Linked DNA regions of Mus musculus: regions 2, 3, 4 and 5 are each linked to region 1. The links are chromatin contacts, called in public HiChIP or PLAC-seq maps. All regions are on one chromosome and are shown on one strand. The core of a region is the stretch at or near the end of the contact, and the rest is flanking DNA. Distances in the headings are between cores, read along the strand shown.

Evidence for each region. HiChIP or PLAC-seq counts read pairs in DNA pulled down with a chosen protein or histone mark.
Region 2: an H3K4me3 HiChIP or PLAC-seq map of bone marrow-derived macrophages shows a contact between it and region 1, with 3 times the contacts expected there. The contact joins the enhancer-like site here to the promoter of Npy in region 1. A contact is called at or near these places in 3 of 484 Hi-C or Micro-C datasets (cerebral cortex, granulocyte-monocyte progenitors and myocytes), 1 of 115 datasets of contacts at active chromatin or transcription factors (bone marrow-derived macrophages) and 1 of 9 other capture datasets (adipose tissue).
Region 3: a contact with region 1 is called in an H3K4me3 HiChIP or PLAC-seq map of bone marrow-derived macrophages, with 2.3 times the contacts expected there. The contact joins the enhancer-like site here to the promoter of Npy in region 1. A contact is called at or near these places in 3 of 39 promoter capture datasets (embryonic stem cells, liver and stem cell-derived epiblast-like cells) and 3 of 115 datasets of contacts at active chromatin or transcription factors (bone marrow-derived macrophages and embryonic stem cells).
Region 4: an H3K4me3 HiChIP or PLAC-seq map of bone marrow-derived macrophages shows a contact between it and region 1, with 4 times the contacts expected there. The contact joins the enhancer-like site here to the promoter of Npy in region 1. A contact is called at or near these places in 9 of 39 promoter capture datasets (embryonic stem cells, epiblast stem cells, hippocampal neurons and 2 more), 10 of 484 Hi-C or Micro-C datasets (adipose-derived mesenchymal stem cells, bone marrow-derived macrophages, embryonic stem cells and 2 more), 5 of 115 datasets of contacts at active chromatin or transcription factors (SST interneurons, bone marrow-derived macrophages, embryonic forebrain and 1 more) and 1 of 9 other capture datasets (embryonic stem cells).
Region 5: an H3K27ac HiChIP or PLAC-seq map of SST interneurons shows a contact between it and region 1, with 7 times the contacts expected there. The contact joins the enhancer-like site here to the promoter of Npy in region 1. A contact is called at or near these places in 14 of 39 promoter capture datasets (the HPC-7 cell line, HPC-7-derived erythroid cells, cranial neural crest and 8 more), 10 of 484 Hi-C or Micro-C datasets (LSK cells, adipose-derived mesenchymal stem cells, cerebral cortex and 3 more), 11 of 115 datasets of contacts at active chromatin or transcription factors (SST interneurons, bone marrow-derived macrophages, embryonic forebrain and 4 more) and 1 of 9 other capture datasets (embryonic stem cells).

What each region holds. Positions count from the first base shown.
Region 1 is chr6:49,821,260-49,823,959 of GRCm38.p6, reverse strand. Npy (neuropeptide Y) reads right to left here and starts at 1,250. Exons shown (of 4, transcript NM_023456.3): 1 at 1,159-1,250; 2 at 175-362. The coding sequence starts at 362.
Region 2 is chr6:50,161,801-50,164,500 of GRCm38.p6, reverse strand. Mpp6 (membrane protein, palmitoylated 6 (MAGUK p55 subfamily member 6)) reads right to left here. Exons shown (of 13, transcript NM_019939.2): 5 at 1,766-1,915; 6 at 852-1,079. Among named protein-coding and RNA genes, the nearest start is that of Mpp6, 53 kb to the right of the region's middle. Within about 2 kb of position 1,335, at least 20 of the 459 cell types and tissues checked have an H3K27ac peak or open chromatin away from gene starts, as enhancers often do. A contact at or near this core is called in bone marrow-derived macrophages and granulocyte-monocyte progenitors, where this site is marked.
Region 3 is chr6:50,213,937-50,216,636 of GRCm38.p6, reverse strand. Gsdme (gasdermin E) reads left to right here. Exons shown (of 10, transcript NM_018769.4): 9 at 214-287. Among named protein-coding and RNA genes, the nearest start is that of Gsdme, 46 kb to the left of the region's middle. Within about 2 kb of position 1,411, at least 10 of the 459 cell types and tissues checked have an H3K27ac peak or open chromatin away from gene starts, as enhancers often do. A contact at or near this core is called in bone marrow-derived macrophages and liver, where this site is marked.
Region 4 is chr6:50,290,631-50,293,330 of GRCm38.p6, reverse strand. It overlaps Osbpl3 (oxysterol binding protein-like 3), which reads left to right. Exons shown (of 24, transcript NM_001347213.1): 24 at 1-4. Among named protein-coding and RNA genes, the nearest start is that of Gsdme, 30 kb to the right of the region's middle. Within about 2 kb of position 1,425, at least 43 of the 459 cell types and tissues checked have an H3K27ac peak or open chromatin away from gene starts, as enhancers often do. A contact at or near this core is called in bone marrow-derived macrophages, where this site is marked.
Region 5 is chr6:49,521,995-49,524,694 of GRCm38.p6, reverse strand. No RefSeq gene overlaps it. Among named protein-coding and RNA genes, the nearest start is that of Gm31226, 110 kb to the left of the region's middle. Within about 2 kb of position 1,329, at least 11 of the 459 cell types and tissues checked have an H3K27ac peak or open chromatin away from gene starts, as enhancers often do. A contact at or near this core is called in SST interneurons, where this site is marked.

The sequences.
Region 1 (2,700 bases), core at 1-2,500:
CAAAGACAATGTATCCAGTTTGTGGAGTGTGTACCCAGCTCACATATTTATCTAGAGCTGAATTTATGTCTGATCCTGCCCTATGAACAAGGAGAAAGAAATGATCCCTGATGTCCAAGATCTCCAGAACCGCAAGTTTTCCCGGCTCTAGGTACCAGCCGCGTATGCACCCACCTCTGTCTGGTGATGAGATTGATGTAGTGTCGCAGAGCGGAGTAGTATCTGGCCATGTCCTCTGCTGGCGCGTCCTCGCCCGGATTGTCCGGCTTGGAGGGGTACCCCTCAGCCAGAATGCCCAAACACACGAGCAGAGATAGAGCGAGGGTCAGTCCACACAGCCCCATTCGCTTGTTACCTAGCATCTGTGGATACAGAAGGCTCAGACTTGGAGATGCTGAGATTGCTCGTCTTTGTCCCAATTCCAGCTATCACTCTAGACCCTCATCTAATCCCATCCCAGACCCTAGAATAAAAGCCCAGACTGGGCAGGCGCCACTTCCAAATCTTTAGAAGACCACTTGCCCCGACCTGGATCTTCTGCCCCGTCCACATATTTCAGAAAACTTCCTCCGATTCTCCTGGTGAGAGGCAGAGGTCCCCTTTTCAGAACAGAATTGGAAGTTCTGCCCTCTATCTTAAAGAATGACCACTTTTCTCCTCTCGTTCCTAAATCACCCTTGGAGGAGAAAACTTTTCTTCTGGGTTGCTTTTGATTTGTGTGGCTACAAGCGCTGTGACAGTCGGATACCCAGAGGCTCAGTTCGGATTTTGGAGGCAACAGAGCTCACCGTGCTAGAGACAATACTTGGGGGAATCTCCCACTAGGAGCACACATGCAATCTGGGTTCCTGGTTGTAACCAACCAACCAACCAAACAAACAAACAACCAAACAAAACCCCACCGCTGCCCTGGGATAGGTGTTCCCAGGTTCTTCTCCCTACCCTCAAAAGATAAGAGGCACGGAGGCGGGGCGCCCAGATTGGAGGGTCCCGGGGAAGGGCAGGTGGACAGTAGAACCTGAGTCCAGCAAGTGAAATTTAGGCGCCCCAAAGAGCTGGGTGTCAAGCTGGCAGAGCAAGCTCAGGGGACCGGCTGCGGGGCAAGTTCACTGGCGTCTGGGAGCCCGCGCCCCTGTCCCAGTTGATCCTGGCACTCACCGTGGCGGGCGGGCAGTCGTCGCTGAGCGGCGGGTGCTCTGCTCTGGGTGCCTCTGTGAGAGAAGAGATCCACCGGTGGGATGCGGAGAGCGGGTCGCCCACAGGCTTTTATGGAGCGCCCTTGTCGCGGCAGGAGGGGCCTCGGGGGCAGTCACGCCCGGGTGACTCCCACAGCCACTTCCCGCCCCCAGCGGCGGGGGAGGAGGCTGGAGCCACTGCCGCTCGAGTGGCGGCGTCTGGAGCCACCCACACCCCAATTCTAAGCGGCCCGCTCTGCGGGGAGAAGGGAACAGTCAAGAGTGAGCACCCTCGGAGCCCTCTCTCTATCCCCGACCGTCGAGTCCCGCTAGGGAGATGAAGCGGGACCGCTTAGGTTGCCTGTCGCGGGAATTGTCAGCTCTCTGCGTGCGGGTCTGTAGGGACCTGAATATTCTACTTGGGGAGCATATCTGGGGCCCGCGGGATAACTGCGCGCTCTGGGAGGGAGGCAGGCGAGCGAGGTTTTTCCCGCTCCCGGTGCAGGTGTGCGGGACCGCAAGGTCCCAGTGGCTTCCATAGACCCATTGGATCTACTGGTCTCCCCAAAAGGTGGGCCCTCCCCCAAGCACTCTCCCCAACGCTGCTAGCCGGGTTCGGCCTCAGCCAGAAACTCCCCGAGGCTGCCACTGGGAGCCCGCGGTCCATGAGCTTCTGTATCTAGAGTGGAAAGTGGCGGCGATTCGCACCCCTGTCTGTAAACCCTGTGAAGTCCCGAGTGAGCTTGGTTAGCGTCTGAATGAGCACTTGCTTTCAGATTGAAATGGAGCAGATTAAAAAACCAACACCAGTGTGCTTGTCGCGTTAAACTTGTTGAATAAATATGAACGATATTGAAGTTATGTTTACCAGATAGGGATTTTTACAAGGTACGCTTGAGTAAGTGCCCCTGGAAGTTTGAATCTAAGTGAAATGGTCCATTGCTAAAGTGGAATTTACGCGTTATTTTAAAGCTAAACTAAATGATTTCGTTTGAGTGTCACTTTGCGGGTTGTTTAAATAGTGCTAAATTGACTACTAATAAGAGGGAGAGAGGGAGGGAGGGAGAGAGGGAGGGAGGGAGGGAGGAAGAGAGAGAGAGAGAGTGAGAGAGAGAGAGAGAGAGAGAGAGAGAGAGAGAGAGAGAGAGAGAGACTATGTGATCGAATGATAAACCAGAACAACAATATCCCTCGCAGCTGGAAGACTTCACTTTCCCTACGTCAGAAACCTGCACCAGGGCCACAAACACTGAGCTGTCAGGGCTGCTTTTGTGCCCACATGAGGACATTTGATAAAAGGCAAAGCATCTAACAAGTCCTCTCTGATAAGGAGGAAGGCACACACTACTGTTCAATAATGTAATTATATTTTTGTAGTGAATCAGAGATTCACATCAGTTGAAGCCTGGATTTAGCAGGAGTCACAGGATCTCGGAGAAAGTACACCTTAGGGCGCGAGGGAGGGGCACCACTTTTGAGCAGGGACTCTGGGAATCTGATTCACTTCCTTTATAATGTCGGTGCT
Region 2 (2,700 bases), core at 86-2,585, 340 kb before region 1:
AATGCTGCCTTTGTAAAGTAAGGTAATATGGTTAGTTTTAACTGTCATAGCAACAAGAATGAAACTAAAACAGTAAAATCTACCTTTACTTCAAACAATGTTTACTATTTTCTTAGATCTAATTTATCTGTAGAAGAGAATCATGATTAAGTAGTATGTCCTATCTTCTAAGGAATAGCTCAAACCCAGAATGCTATCCATCTCCATCTTTTCTTTTATGGGGTGGGGAGGGGTCTTAGTATGTATCCCAGGCTAATGTTCAATGAGGGGGAAGGGGGTTTCAGTACATATCCCAGGCTAAGGTTCAAATTTGGGGTCCTTCTGTTTCAATCTCCCAAGAACTAGGATTATATCATGATCATTACAAGAGATAGAAAAATCTCTATCATTAGCACATTTTCCTGTTCATTTATTCATTTTACCCAAAATAAATGTGAAATGAGTGAAAACTGAGTGTCCAAGATCATCTTTAACCTAACGTATAAGACACTGTCTGCCATTTAACATATTTCAAAGCATTAATCTGGAGGTAATCTAGACTATACCATCTCAAAGGCCCTAGCGTAATGTTTGAAAAACAAGTGATGTGAAAAATGTTTTCAACAACAGTAAGTTTTTAAAAAGGCTTTATGATTATTCTGACACCTCTCTGCAGGCTGCCCAAATACCAGGGTTCATAATGTTCAAAAATAAATGTCTTATTATTTCCTTTATAGTACTAATATAACATTACATAAAAATTAAAAACTTTACCAAGACAAACTCTTTAGCAAAATAGTAACAATTAAGCACCTATCTAAGTAAGTGACTAAAAAAATATTCTTAATATCATCTAGGAAATTATTACTAACCTGCTGAGGAGTAATAGTATCTCTGTAACTTGGTAAAATTTTTAGGGTGACACTTCCACTAATATTTTTCAATAATTCTTGTAATTCCTTTGGATTGTTTCCAACCTCATGACCATTGACTTCCTTAATGATATCTCCCACGTGAAGCAGACCTTGTCGATCTATCATTCCTCCATGAAGGATTCGGGCGATTACCAGATCATTATTTTCAACTCTAAATGTTACACCCTATAGAAAATTGAAAAAACAAACAAACATGCAAACATCAACGAATACAAGCAAAATAATTCTGAAACCAGGCTGGTGAACTCTGTTCCCATGTCTTTTCCTGTCCAATCTCAATAAAGTGCAGTTGTGATCTCAGAGACCAGCCATTTTAAGGGTTAGCCCTTAAAATCTAGTTGTATTCCACAGACAAAGGGAGCAGTAGAACGTGCTGACTTGTCCTGGTTGCCACATCACTCTTTTTAGGAACCACAAGTAAAAAGTTTAAGAGGAAGTAATTAACTTCACTACTTTGTACTTTTTAATACTTCAGTATAACTTACGTATATGCTTTAAATTTTAAAATTTAGATATATTTAAGTTTATTAAATTTATATACTTTAAAATTTAAAAACAAATTTCTTGGTTTGGTGTTATTATTACTAAACAAACAGACAATTTCTAAAAGGCTGTGAAGAAATAAAACTGTTTTCCTGTTTCCCACTGGTCTATTTATAGCTTCTAAGTCAGTTTAAGGTTTCATTTTGATTACATTTCCTAGGCTACAAGATGGACAGATTGTCTGCTGTGTATTTCTATGAAGGCCAACAAGACTGATGGAAGGAGCAGGGGTGGTTCCCACAGTGTATCAGGAGCAGCCTGGGCAGCGCTACAACTCAGATTAAGACAGCAATCACTTGTCTACTCACCAATGGCTCTCCAGCTTTTTTGTGAATACCGAGAATACGGATGGCATCTACTGGCAATTGATTATTGAGAGAAGGAATATTCATTTCTGGGCTGGAAGGAGGCGAATCATAACACTTTGATGCCACAATATCATGGGCCTCCAGGAGCGACTGTAAGGAGTCAAAACACCCAGTGATTATTAGCTACTGGTGGAACAAGTTGCTAAAAATAATTTATTAGTTCATTATCACTGTAGAGTACTAAAAGTTTCTAAGGACACATTATTAAATTCCCAACATGAATTATGTCAAATACATATATAGTCCTTTTTGAAAAAGTAAAATGAAATCATTTTATTATCATAATATCATATTCAGGTTTTCAGATTTGAAGAGACTAGTAGAATTTAGTCACATATTTTTATTTTAAAGTGTTATGTTCACTGGAAACCAAACCTGGGTTTCAAAACCTGGCAGAGGGAGGTGACAAATTTCCTATCAGCAGGGTCATCATCCTCTTCTGTCTTTACCACTAATCCCTATCTATAAGGTACCAAAAAAAAAAATCTGACTGATTAAAGACTCTAATTTTTATTATGTTGGTATATTAGCAGTATGATATACTTTGGACATGTTCAAAAGGTATGCTAAAATACCTACGAGAAAAATATCAGCGACTTCCATCACTAGTAGGAATTTGCATATTACCAATTGAGGATTTAGTCTATAAAAGATAAACTAAAGGAAGGGAAAAAGAATGAGAAATGGTTCCAGATATAATGTCTCGAATGTATGCTATTGTGGATGATTTTGAGGTAGTTGTCCAGGAATATCATTTTTATAGTAAATATTTTAAAAATTCCTTATCCTAAAGGAGTTAAGTTTTAATTCACTACTTGCAATAACACTAAGTTAAAAAATTTCTAAGTATGCAGAATACAAGTTAAAACATAATA
Region 3 (2,700 bases), core at 162-2,661, 390 kb before region 1:
TGGTAGCAAGCTACTGAAATATAAACTAGGCATCACCTAGGTAGGGCTGGCTGCACTGCTCTTTCCTTGTAACACAAGGGCTCACTGCATAGCTCAGGCTGGTCCTTTTGCCTAACCTCTCAAATGATGAGATTACAAGCATGCATCACTGTGCCTGGCTTCTGCAAACTTGTTTTTGACAGTGAAAATGACCTGAATGCATGTCATCTACAGAAATGCCTGATAATGCCACAGTTTTCCTGGGGACTTGCTGCAAACTCCATGTTATTTCTTCGCTGTGCTGCTTGGTAAGGAACCTTCGGATGGGACAGTGGGGTGGAAAGGAATGGGGAGGAGGGATAGGTGCTGGCCAGCTGGTAAGAGCTCTAGTCTCTCAGCTTGAGACGGTGTAAGCAGGTGTCAGCACTAGCACATGGGTACTTGGGAGCTCTGAGGTCCAAAGCTCAAGGAACTGGCTAGCAAAGAAGCTTGGTCTACAGATTCCAGATTTTCCCAGTTTGGAGACAACTGGCATAGCTTGGCCCAGCCAGGCCCAGCAACCGTTGTTGATCACTGTAGTTGTGTGGAATGATTTGAAGGTGCTTTGTGTCACACTTGCCAGGAAGAACTCAGGCCTGCTTTGCCTGGAGGAGACATAGCTTTTCTCTTAAAATATCAGTATAGCTTGGTGCTCTCTGGAAACGGCACTACAAGAGCAAGTGATCAGTAATGAGTCTAGCCCCAGCGTGGACCTAAGTTCCCAAGTTAGAGAGAGGGCAATTAATTAGTAGAGGAACCAGCAACAGGCTATCCCATTACCCAGCTAGTCTCACACAACCTGTGTTTGGGGAAAGGCACACCTGGGTCACTTATTTTAAGGTCTGGTATAGGACCAGGGTCCACTACTATCCCATAGCACTAAGCTGGCCATGCACGGACCACCTAGACAGGACCTACATATGTTCTGTATGTCCTCTGGGAACACCAAACCATATAGGTTGTCTTGGATGTTGTTCTGTATGGAGGAGGTATCAGAAGCTAAGACCACTAGGTACTGATCACACAGCTGGCCAGATTCCATCCAAACTGACCACAGACTCTGTGTCCTCAGGGACAATCAACTATTTGGAGGCATGCCAGCCTATCTGAGAGCAGCTGAGGGTGATGGCTGCTAGTTTGATTATAGAAATGATGTAATTGTCCTAATTGTATGCAGTGATGAGCAAAACAGCTCTGGTCTCTCTCGCAGCACTGAGTGCTCAGCACTTCCAGTCTATTTCTTGAGTATTTAGGGAACAATTAAAGCTATTCAGGAAGTATATAAAGAAGAAACGTGTGCTAAGGGAATCAGGCCCTAATGAACTCACACTACAGTCAGTTCTGGTTCTGACCTTGGCTGCTGTTCCATAACCAGGCAGGAACCAGACTTGGAGTTCCAGAATGGACTGGCAGAGTCCTGCCTGCCTTTCCACTGGCTGCCTCCAGATGCACTAGCCTGTCTTTGGAGGCTGTTCAACAAAGACAAATCCTGTTTCTTTAAAAGATCTTCCTAGGTGCCCTTAGGCAATCCAGGTAAAGTCTACAAATTGGCTTGCTGTTCTCTTAAAAGAGCCAGGCTCCTGCAGGCATGGGGTATTAAATACTTCTTCAAGCAACTGACTTAAAAGAGGATGCCCAATCTACTTGCACTTCTGTTTGAAAGCCCGGGTAACTCTGAAGAGTCTTCCTGATGGGTTCTGGGTGAAGGGTCAGATTTGTTAACCATTTACTGTGAACTGGTAGAAAAATCAGTAGAAAAATCTAGAAAATATTCCAAGTCAGGAATTGCAGAGGCAAAGGTTCTTGGAGCTGGAAACACAATTAACAAATGATAGTACCTACACTTGAGTTCCTTCAAATATTCAAGAAACTCTAATATTGCTGTTTACATTAATAAGCAAAACAACCAGAGGATGGCAGTGGTAGTGTATGTGTGCCCACCACAGAGCAAAGGGAAAAACCTTATATTTTGCAGAACTCTTGAAATTAGAAGAAAAAAAATTGTCTAGAATTCTGAACAATGAGGGGGAGCACCTGTTGTATGTCCCCTGCCCTTCACCAAGCCTGGTACTACCCTGGGAAAAAGAACAGAAAATGGCAGCAGACCTCCTCCTCTTGTAAGCCAGTGACTGCAACTGCAATTGTAACATAGCTTTATGTCTGAAGAACTAGCTTGTGTAAACAGGACTCTAAAGGGAGTGGACACCTGACTTGGGCCTCCCATAATCAGCAGGACTCTTGCCTTGTCAGAAACCTTGGGTCTCGTGCCCACATTAGGTGGAAGGCAGCGCCATCAGAATTCTACCACTTCAGGCTCAGAAGTAGCATAGCCATATACATGGGAGCAGATCTCCTCACCTTACAACCTTGAGGCTGTGGGATGTAGCTGCACTCTAAAATTCCAGCCTCACTTGCACATATCTAACAGGAGCTCACCAATTCCCAGGCAGGTCTGACAATTCCAGGAATCTGGTGGTCAGGGACCCCACTGCCAGTGACACCTGTACCTACCCACAGAGGGAACGAGGGAGCTTTTCCTGTCTACAGTCTCAGCCGCACCCAGGCTTGTAGTTCAGATCACGTCTATGATCTTCAGGTCCATGGCAAATGATGCCATAGGTCTTAGCCTCCCCATTACTTACTCTTTGCATGACCTAGGTATGTTTCCACCTTGGTTTGCAG
Region 4 (2,700 bases), core at 176-2,675, 470 kb before region 1:
AGGCTGCCTTTGTCTTTGTTTTTCCTGGCTGTGTGTAGCTGTGGTTGACGGAAAGGCAGCAAGATGCTGGCTAGAGTCTGTCTAGAAGAACATAGCTGCTCACCTAAAGTGATGCACACTGAGACAGTGACTTGGGAAGACCTGGGTTGCTGTAGTCTTCTTCCTGGCATTTCCCAGCATTCTCAGCTCTAGGAATAGGCACTAGAAGCCAAAGGATCCCCTACTCCACCCACCTTACTATGCTATGGAAATACTATTTCCTCTGTGTCAGAACATGAAATGGAAGAGTGCTAATTGATTATGCCTGTGTAGTCATACAAATCGTGACTGACCTATGCACGTCCCTCTCTAAGGTGCGTCCCTGAGCATCCAGTGAACTCCATTTGGTTCAAGTTGGTGTGTCCCAGCATTGTTTACAATAGAGTGGTGCTAAAGAATATCTGAAAAGCAGCCTAAGAACTTTGAAATTATTGGCCACTGTTTGCTCATGTTGGTATTAAAGCATCATGATCCAGACAACTGAGGAGACAGTTTGGATAATATACCTCAAGTTTAAATCTTCAGTCACGTTCTTACTATACCCCTGCCATTGTACTCACGGACATCAGTAATGAGCAAGCCAGGACTGTCTCCCCACCTGGCGTTCCCATAACACAGGCCAACCCAACAGATTCAAGAGAATGAGATGAAGGGCCCAGAGCAAGTGTGAAACATGGGAGATTAACAAGACAAGAAGCCCATGCTGCCTCAGTGGCAAATGGAGCTCCCAGAAAGGAGGCCCATCAGGAGTGTGGCTTTGAAGGTACATGCCACTTTGCTAGACAATCCAGAACTGGCTGGAAGAGCTGTCCCTTCCTAGGTCTCAAATCAACCATTCATGTAATGGTTTTAATGAGCTGAGAGGAGGCTCTTCTTGCTGTCATTTAAACTCAGAGACTGAGAAAGATACATTAATTAAGACTCTTTAAATTCGGTTAAGGTCCTCGGAGTAATTTACACGCACACACACACACACACACACACACACACAATTTTTCTCCGGGTATTTCAAACCTAGGCAACCCAGGGCACAGTATTGATCAGCATTTTAGCACCACCATGGGTCTGGGACACAATTGTTCTGCTGCCTAGGAACAAATTTCTTTTGATTCGGTTGCAAAGGAGTTTCACTTCTTGCCCAGGGTGGACACTACAGGTGTGTGCTTCCGTGCCCAGCTATTGCTCAGGAACTTTTTTAAAGGGCTGCACGTAAGGAGGCCCCAGCTGCTGCTGTGATGGAGTCTTGGGAGGTACATTTATGGAGCAAGGAAGAGTTCTAAACCCAGACATTTCTCTGCCTTTAGAAGCCGTGCATCTGGTGGCAAGCTAGTAAGTTAGTCACTCATCAGAGTGTGGTCAGACATTGCCCACATGGTCCACGGAGAGCGAATGGCAGTTCCTCTAAATTGGTGATGAATCTAGAGGAAGTCTGGGTCTCAGCGACAGGGAAGAGATAGGAGGGGCCTGACACCAAAAGCAAAACAACCCATCCTGCTTTGCCCAGGTCATTCTCTGTTCTATCATAGAGTCCTGTTAAGCAGGAGCTGCTGTAGGCTTAGATAAACTGAGATAACTGGTCAACCTACACTATTGAGCTGCCATATCAGCTCTGAATGTTCTACTAGAATGAGAGAGAGGGGGAGAGGGGGAGTGGGAGAGAGAGAGGGAGAGGGAGGGAGAGAGAGAGAGAGGGAGAGAGAGAGAGGGAGAGGGAGAGAGAGAGAGAGAGAGAGAGAGAGAGAGAGAGAGAGAGAGAGAGAGAGAGAGAGAGAGACTCGGGCCAGTGGTACAAAACAAAACAAGTCTTCCATTCTTACTAAGCCACTGGGATTCCTTTGATAACATCATCATGGCCTGCCTGTCACATCAGTACAAATGCCTTTGGTCCACAGATCCTATTTTTCTTGTTGCAGCCTACCATGTCTGAAATACAACCGATCTCTCAGTCTTTCTACAGCCTTAAAAAAAAAGAGGACAAGCCTTTAATCCCAGCACTTGGGAGGCAGAGACAAGTGGATTTCTGAGTTCAAGGCCAGCCTGGTCTACAGAGTGAGTTCCAGGACAGCCAGGGCTACACAGAGAAACCCTGTCTCAAAAAACAAAAATCCAAAAACAAAGCAAAAAAAGAGTCCCCTTGGTCATGATGTCTCTTCATAGCAATAAAACCGTAAGACAGAAGTTGGTACCAGGGACTGGGGTATTGCTATAATAGGCCTGACCGTGTTTTTGTTTGAAGGAATGTGGACTTGGGGACATTGGATTAGGAAAGCAGTAGAGTGCTTTCAGTGTGGCTTAATTAGCCATCCTAGTAGGAACATGGAAGTCAATGGTGCTGAGGGTGATTTGAACTTTGGCCGCCTGGCTCAAGAGGTAAGAAAGATGATGTCGTGAGTGTAGGAGATCCTTTAGGGCATCTCAGTGCTAGTGTCCTGTGAGTAAAGTCAATGGGCAACTGCAACAGCCTGACCCAAGCAGGATGACAAAGGGCACAGACCCATCAGGAATGAAGGTGTGGCTCACTTCCCCAGGAAAAGATCCAAGACCTGCATGCAGAGGATGAAGGAAATAGAGAATGGGTAGTAGAGGAAGGTAGTTATAAATACCATCTAAGCCACATGACCAGTTACAGAAGCGAGGATTATAGTTGACATGAGTACTTCT
Region 5 (2,700 bases), core at 80-2,579, 300 kb after region 1:
GAAAGGAAAGGAAAGGAAAGGAAAGGAAAGGAAAGGAAAGGAGGAAAGAAAGAAGAAAAGAAAAGAAAAGAAAAGAAAAGAAAAGAAAAGAAAAGAAAAGAAAAGAAAAGAAAAGAGAAGAGAAGAGAAGAGAAGAAAAGAAAAGAAAAGAGAAGAAATGAAAAGAAAAGAAAAGAAAAGAAAAGAGGAAAAGTAGAAAATCAAACAAAGTCCAAAAAGCAAAAAGGAGATACAGAAGGAATAAAGACTTTTTCATCAAACCCAGTTCTTTGACCATCGTAGGTAAATGATCACTGAACATATCTCAAGTCTCCAAAGTACACTTTAAAATCAATGATTGTATCAGGGCCTGAAGTTACTAACTGATAAAAGCTATCGATGGCCACCAGGTTCAGATTGCCATGTTATAAACCACATCTTTTCCCAATTTGCAAAAATTCAGTGAAATTTTGTTCAGATCACTACTTAATTTGTTCAGATCACTACTTAGTAACCAATTTGATAAACCCTCCAAGCATAACCTTAAACAAGCTAAAAAAAAAAAAAAAAAAAAAAAAAAACAACAGGGCGAAATGGGATTAATTAATGCAGATAAAGATTATTGTTTAAAGTTTTTAGAACATTTCATAGCAGCTCACAGGATATTACCTAGGTTTTCTCCTAAAACCAAGTGCCATTCCATATTTATCACCATAGCCAAAGCGTAGGCAGGGGTTAGAAAAGATGCAGTGGAAATAAGATTTTATGAATCACAATCAGATTGCAGCTGATGATGCAAGCGGTGACTCAGGCAAGTACCAGCATCGTGACCAAGACCGCGCCTGCACTTCTTATGTGCCGTTCATCATAGCGCTTGTGAGATGAAGTTACCAGCTGATGGCCAGAAATGGAGCCACTATCAGATAAAAATGAATCAGGATGCTCAAGTCAGAAAAGGCAAATAAATATCAAAGCATTAACCTGCACAGTACCTGGGGAGTTATGAGAGCTTGGTGGTAGCAACTGAGACATATCTCAGCATGGAGTTTTTTAACAAATAGTTTACATCCCCCAAAATACCTGTTGTAACCAAAAATATAATTCTGCAGCAATTTTCTCTAAAGTAACTAATCATGGCAACAAGCAAGAAGGAGGAAGAGAGACTGGAAAGGGAGACTGAGGATTCCTCAGGCAGGTATGCAAAAGCACCAGTCTATGACTTCAAGAAAATGCCTTCCTGGCCAGCCAGTATCTCTAAAGCCAGAAACACTCAACTGCAGAAGAGCTGGGCAAAAATCATGTGGCTCTTTTCACCCTCTACCGATGCTGTGAGCTTACTGTCCAGAATTCTTTTCTGTAGAGCAACAGAGGCCCCCAGTGTTTGTTCTTGTCTCCACCACTTGTACTCTCTAACACCAAACTACTTGGGAAAGAGATTTCTTCACCTTGTGCCCAAATCCCAAGAACTTTCATGAAGTGGAAATGTCTAGCTCTTTGGAAAGTTCAGTTTATGTCAAATAATGTTTTGCTGAGGCACACAGGTGAAAGGATGTCTTGCTAAAGCAGACACATGAAAGGCTGTTTTCCTGAAGCAGACAGGTAAAAGGATGTTTGGATATAGCAGACACATGAAAGGACTCTTGATGAAGGTGTACAAATATGACCCCACGGACAGTGGGGGATGAGCCCTGAGCTTTGGCTTGGTTTGCTGTGCCTTGCTATTCTTTGATAACGACCCACATGAATTGGTTTGCCTTACATTGTATTGTTGAGCTTAACCTGTGATAATGCTACCATTGAGAGAAACTCTCCCAAGAACTGCTCGTGAGGTTCCTGCAGCAGCTTGTTGCCTCTGCAGCCTCACCCTAGGCTGGTTGGAAAGCCTGGCAGTTTGTTCAGGTTGAACTTGAGCTGCCTGGTGCTTGCTTGCTGAAAGGATTGGACTGCAGCTGCTGGTTCATGCCTGGTGTCTGCCTACCTAGACAACTGGTCTGCAGCTGCTGAGTCATGACTCAACAGGACTGAACTGCTACCAAAGAAAATCCAGCTTGTCCCCAAAGAACTACTGCTGAATAGGTCCAATTACCCACTTTCCTAATAACTTTTTCTTCCACTACCTCTGCTGGGTGGTGGGCTAGAGGAGAGGTTGAACCCTTATTAAAAGAATGTTGCAGGGGACTAATATCCAATATATACAAAGAACTCAAGAAGATGGACTCCAGAAAAACAAATAACCCTATTAAAAATGGGGCACAGAGCTAAGCAAAGAATTCTCAACTGAGGAATACCAAATGGCTGAGAAGCACCTGAAAAAAAAATGTTCAACATCCTGATGTAATGGAAATGATTACATCAGAGAAATGGAAATCAAAACAACCCTGAGATTCCACCTCACACCAGTCAGAATGGCCAAGATCAAAAATTCAGGTACAGCAGTTGCTGGCAAGAATGTGGAGAAAGAGGAACACTCCTCCATTTCTGGTGGGACTGCAAGCTGGTACAACCACTCTGGAAATCAGTCTGGCGGTTCCTCAGAAAATTGGACATAGTACTACAGGAATATCCAGCAATACCTCTCCTGGGCATATACCCAGAAGATGTTCCAACATGTAATAAGGACACATGTTCCACTATGTTCATAGCAGACTTATTTATAATAGCCAGAAGCTGGAAAGAACCCAGATGTCCCTCAACAAAGAAATGGATACAGAAAATGTGGTA